2 separate regions of the Rattus norvegicus genome follow, and region 1 is linked to region 2. A link is a contact called in public Hi-C data. All regions are on one chromosome and are shown on one strand. Each heading gives the region's core, a stretch centred on a gene start, on an enhancer-like site or on the middle of the called end of the contact. The rest is flanking DNA. Distances are from core to core; before and after follow the strand shown.

Region 1 (2,700 bases), core at 165-2,664, 64 kb before region 2:
AAGAAGGGTGGTAGGGGCTGACCGTACTGCCCTCTGTACTGCTGGGAGAAGGAGAGACAGCCATTCTCATCAGTTATAACTGACAGTTTCAGGAGTTCGAGACCCTGAAGAGAAGTTATTGATGGGACCTCTATGGCTGGTTCTGAGCTTTCAAAGTTCAGCTGACCCTGCCTATGGGGAGAGTGGACTGGTACTGCCAGAGAGAGTACTCAGGGAGAATGGACGGCAACACATCAAGTGCCTTTTCTCCAGGGTTTCCACTGGCCTCCTGTGATAGCTGGGGCAGAGGCACCCAGGAGAGCAGTATTTTTGGTCTGCAGCTGGGAACGTGCACTGAGTTTTCCTTAATACCCACAGCACCCAAAAGACTTTGCTGTAATACACTTTAACGCATGAAACACCCATAAATTATCCTTCAAACTGCTACAACTTCCAGCCTGGAACAACTTGGAAAAACCAGCCTAACAAGCAGGCTCTTCTTAAATCTCTGAAGTAAACCTGATGAGAAAGGTCAAGCCAAAAACCACCTTCCTTATGAATCTCAGAAAGTTTTAGAAAAGCAAGAGCATTGTAATCAAACGGGGCTAACTAAGCCCTATGTTTATGTTGGCTTCAAGTTGCAACACCCTGACCCCAGAGTCCTCTCTCCCTTCCCTTCAGCTTCTCTGCCTGAACCCAAGAGCGCCCGCTGCCCTTCCCAGTCCCGGGTGCCAGCCTCTGCCACACCTGGCAGCAGACAGCTGAATGTACTGGCTGACCCAAGCAGTAAGGCTATACGTTGAGATGCCCAGCAGGCCCCACCGAGGGCCTCTGTGCTCGTCACTTGGAACCCAACCTTCCAGAATCAACCCTTGGCACCCACTCTGGGCCCTGCTACAAACACTGAGCCCAGTGTGACCGCGGCGACTGGTCCTCTTACCTAGGGGCAGCGTGGCACTCTCGGGACTCTGAGCACTCCCCAGCCGACGTGCTGTGCACTCGCCCTCCACCGCGCGGGCTACTGCTCCGCCACCCTAGCGCGCTCGCAGCGCGCGCGCATCCCTCACTCCAGGCTCTCTTGAGCGCTGTCCCCTTCTAGCCCGAGAGCTCAGGCTGGGCAGTGCAGCTTCTGCAGGCGCCAGTGTTGACTTTGGGACTCCTGGTCATCCTGGGACAGGGAATTTCACGACCAGAGAGACCCTCACTCCCTTTTCCTCCCTTGCGTGCCCGCGATCTCGTGTTCCTTCATCTACTCGGGACACTTCTTTCAAGGGTGCGTTTCGACCTACAAAAATCTCGCCAGACAGAGAACCAAGCACACCGTCCCTGGGAGCCCAGCAACCCCAGTCCGCCGCACCGCGCTGCACCCTTATGGGGCTCGGCTCAGAGCAGCCTGACTCACCGATGCGCTCCCCTTCGGCTCCAGGCGCTCTCTGCCGCGCTGGAGCACAGAGCTTCTTTAACAGGCTTCCTGGATGTATTTAGCCCCTCCTCCAGGCTCGAGTCACACCCTCTTCAAATCCTGCCCCCCACCCACCCGACCCCTCCCTCTCTGGTCAATCCTCATCCCAGCCGGGCACCTGCTGTGACTGGACCCAGGGGGTCCGGGTTGTAGGGGTCCTGGGACACGGGATGGATAGCTCCAGGAGAGCCTGTGGAACCTAGCCAGGAAAAGCTAATCAGAGAAGAACTCAAAACCCCAGGTTTAGATGGAAATACATGTGGTGGGGGGTGGGGGGTCCCAGATCTAGAGAGGACTTCTAGGGCAGCAGGCAAGGTAGCTGGCTCCAGATACCAATGGACAGACTGGCCAAGCAGGAGTTGATTGGCTGTGTCCCTTTACCTCCTGCCCTGTCTTACTGCCTTGCTAGCTTCCTAGGGGTGACTTATTCTCCTTTGGTGGCCAGGACATCAGGTGTTACTATCCCTGTAAATCTGAGAGCTGAAGGAACACACCCAGGAAGCTCCTGGATTGGCCAGTGCCAGGGGTTGCTCTGAAACCAGGCAAAGGCAAAATTAACTAAAATGTCCAGACAGTGGATCTGCCTGGGATCTAAGGAACAGGGTCTTTGGTGTCCAGAGTACCCCCAACTCCCACTCCTGCCGCCAGTCTTAAGGCTTGGGACTGCAGGAGCCTCCCAGGAGATCCGGCCCCTTGGATGTTGAAGATGGAGCTGTGTCTGTGTGCCCTTCCTACATTTGTCAGGATCTGGAGTCCCAGGGTTTCTGTCAGTTTTTAAGTCACACCCAGTAGAAGGCCAAGCCTTCTGTCCCACCATAGGCTGCTCCTCAATTCCCTTTCATCCCTTTTGTCTACTTACTTACTTGCTGTGGGGTCCCCAGCTGGACCTCCAGAATTTCTTGGACCTGATAGATTCAGGAGCGGATGGGGCCATTGCCTGTTTCCCTAGGGTGTTTCCACCTCAGCCTCAAACCAACAAGGCAGAAATAAAACTCAAGGCAGATTTTTCACCAAATGTACAGGAACAATTGTAATCAAGTTCTATGGACTTTTGACACACACACACACACACACACGCACACACACACCCCTGTGTAAAATGATTTTCTTCCTTTGGAATGACATGTTATATGCCCCACCCCTACCCCGGTGAATGCCACAGGAAGGAATGGATACAGGAGAGTGAGTGACAGAGGGAGGGTGAGGTACTAAGTCTCCCTACTGCCGGTGACACCAGTAGTACAGGCAAGATCATGTTC
Region 2 (2,700 bases), core at 89-2,588:
TTTGGAAGACAGTGGTTTTATATACAGAGATAGAAAGAGAGATTCAGACAGACAGACAAACAGACACAAGGATGCACAAGCACACAGAATCACACACATTTTAAAAATTAAAATAAATCCCCAAATATACTTGTTTATATATTTGGAAGACAGTGCTTTTTTGTTTGTTTTTTGTTTTGTTTTGGTTTTTGTTTGTTTTGTTTTGTTTTGTTGGCTAGCCTTATCTGCTGGACATTTTCTTAGGCTGGGGAAGCTGACCTTTGGCAGGGGCAGTTTTACTCTGGTCCAACGCTGTTGAAAGAACTCAAAAAGAACCAGGCTAGTCACTAAGACCAGGCAGCAAAGTGAAGACTTACATAACAAACTGTCTTCATGTTCTTATTTCTGCCTGTCCTGAGAACTTTTCTTCTCTAATTATCTGTATACTTTAGCAGACACTTGATGCTACCAGTGGGTTTTTATTTCAATATTCTTAAAGTAGTTACACTACAAAACCATTTTCACTGTTGGCTGTAATAGGATTGTTAAAGTTTCCTATGCAAGAAAATTAGCATTTTTCCCATAGTTAAAAAAAAAAACAACCAAACTCTGTTTTTAAAAAGTGGGAACTTAGAGAAGATACTCATCTTATGCTTCTGATTTACTGCAACCTTTTTTTTTTTCTGGCTTAATTTTAAAGAACTCGTTTACCCAGGGGCCTCTAGTGCAAGTTCATGTTACAAAATAGTTAAATTAGTTACACTTATATTTGTCGTATTTTTATGTTTACTTCCAGTTAAATTATATGTCTAAATATAGTTAAATCAAACATAAATGCTTAAATGAATTACAGAAGCCCCAAAATAAAACTCCCATGAAAGAGAAAAAGAAACAGAGAAATGGTGTTTGAGAACCTTCCTTCTCTGTCACAAAGCAGAACCAGAGCTGGCTGGAAGTCCGTAGACACATCGCTCTCTCGGCCTTCGGGGGAAAGCCAGAGCAGGTGCCGTGCAGATACTTAGCTGTGGGGTACTGTGGGTGAAGTAAAGATTTACCCACATCTTGGGCCAAGATGTCTCTCAGTAAATATTTATTGAGAGCTGGAATCTCTCTGCGTTCACATTAGCAATAACAAACTTCCTGCCTTGGGGCAGTACTTTGAATTGCCTCTGGATGCCACAAAGGACATGCAGAGTTCGGGTAGATGAGTTAATAAATAGTCCTTCTTACAGAGTTCTTACTTGACGCAAACTAATGCCTCACTCTTAGCCTTTCCGCAGTCTCCATTTCCTCTACACGCATGACCTTTGACATTCTCGGTCTGAAATTCCCTGTTCTGTTTGCTTGGCTGTACTCCGTTGTGGGGCCATTTTCTGTAATAGTAGCCTATTGATCTTGGCTCCTAAGAGAGTGGCTAGCTCATCTCCTATTACACTGACTGTTGTAATCAACAGATTATTTGAAACAACTTTTCAAAAAAAAAAACCGGAGTTCAATTGAAGAAAAACCTTCCTGTTTTGTAACTAGCCATCTTGAAAGAACGCTTAGGCTATTACATTGAAACTTTTCATCCAAGCTGGCCTGTCTTTCCCTCAATGCATCCCCGGTTACACATGCCACACTCAGAGGTACTCACCATGCTGCAATACAGCCTTTGCTACAAATCCTTGCATCCTGCCTCCTTTCTCCATTCTTTGTTAACTTAAAAGAGACTGACTTTTCTTCCTCTATGCGAACCTAAAAAAAACGACAGCTGTTCCTGGACTTCCCCAACACCAGGCTGCTCCCAGGTAGCACTAGCTGGTGAAAGGGATCGCTCACTTTTTGTCCTAACTTCCTGTGTGATCATTTCACTAAGGTTTCTTTAAAATGGACCAGGCTGAGAGTGTTATTCTGAGGAAATCAATGAATGCCACCAAGAAGTACACTTTCTTTTCCCAAAGAGCTCGTTTTTAATGCATTTCCCAGTGGCATCATGGGATACTACCTCATTGTTTATGTAAGAGAATACAGTTCACAGTTAAATTGCTAGGATGACTGTGTATGCCTTTAAGTAAGGGTGCAGCTAGCTAACCTAGCCCCCCCTTTAGCCGTCATGTTTTTCCTACTGATGGGAGTTCTCTGCTTCTGTTTCAGTTCCAGTCTGGAGTTTTTTGGTTTTTTTTGGGTTTTTGTTTGGTTGGCTTTTTTTGTTTTGTTTTTTTGTTTGTTTGTTTGTTTGTTTTTTGGTTGTTGTTTTGGTTTGGTTTTTTGTTTTGTTTTTATTGTTTTTGGCTTTTTTGTTTTGTTCTTGTTTTTGTTTTTTGGTGGGAGGGGGAACGGTCCCTGATTTCAGCACTGAAGACAGCAAATGGTCCTTAGAAGAGATCTTTCTCAGAGCACGTGGGACAGGATGAAGAGTTGAAGGAACCTTAGTGAGATGGCCAGGGCTGAGCAGGCAGTTTTAAGCCTTTCTCAGTCTACCTAGAAAACTCTATCTGCTCCATGGCCCAGTGTTAGAACACTTATATCACTGTGACAAAGCAAATAACTTAGAGGATGGGTTTTTATTTTGGCTCCTGGGTTCGGAAGGCTCTATTCCTCCAAGTCAGGGTGGGCTTGGCAGAGAGACAGTCATGGTGGCAGGAGTGGAGACGGTTCACATCCTGGCAGGATGCTAAAGGCAGGTTAAGAATTCAGCAGACATTAGCATGCTTGGTCCTGGTATGGTCTGTCTCCTAA

What was found. Hi-C and Micro-C count contacts between places; a contact is called where the count stands out from the background.
Region 1: a Hi-C map of Schwann cells shows a contact between it and region 2, with 2.6 times the contacts expected there. The contact joins the promoter of Ngf here to the enhancer-like site in region 2. A contact is called at or near these places in 2 of 12 Hi-C or Micro-C datasets (the A7r5 cell line and Schwann cells).

The regions. Positions count from the first base shown.
Region 1 is chr2:192,588,294-192,590,993 of GRCr8, reverse strand. It overlaps Ngf (nerve growth factor), which reads right to left and starts at 1,414. Exons shown (of 3, transcript NM_001277055.1): 1 at 1,382-1,414.
Region 2 is chr2:192,523,984-192,526,683 of GRCr8, reverse strand. No RefSeq gene overlaps it. Among named protein-coding and RNA genes, the nearest start is that of Ngf, 64 kb to the left of the region's middle. Within about 2 kb of position 1,338, at least 3 of the 93 cell types and tissues checked have an H3K27ac peak or open chromatin away from gene starts, as enhancers often do. A contact at or near this core is called in Schwann cells, where this site is marked.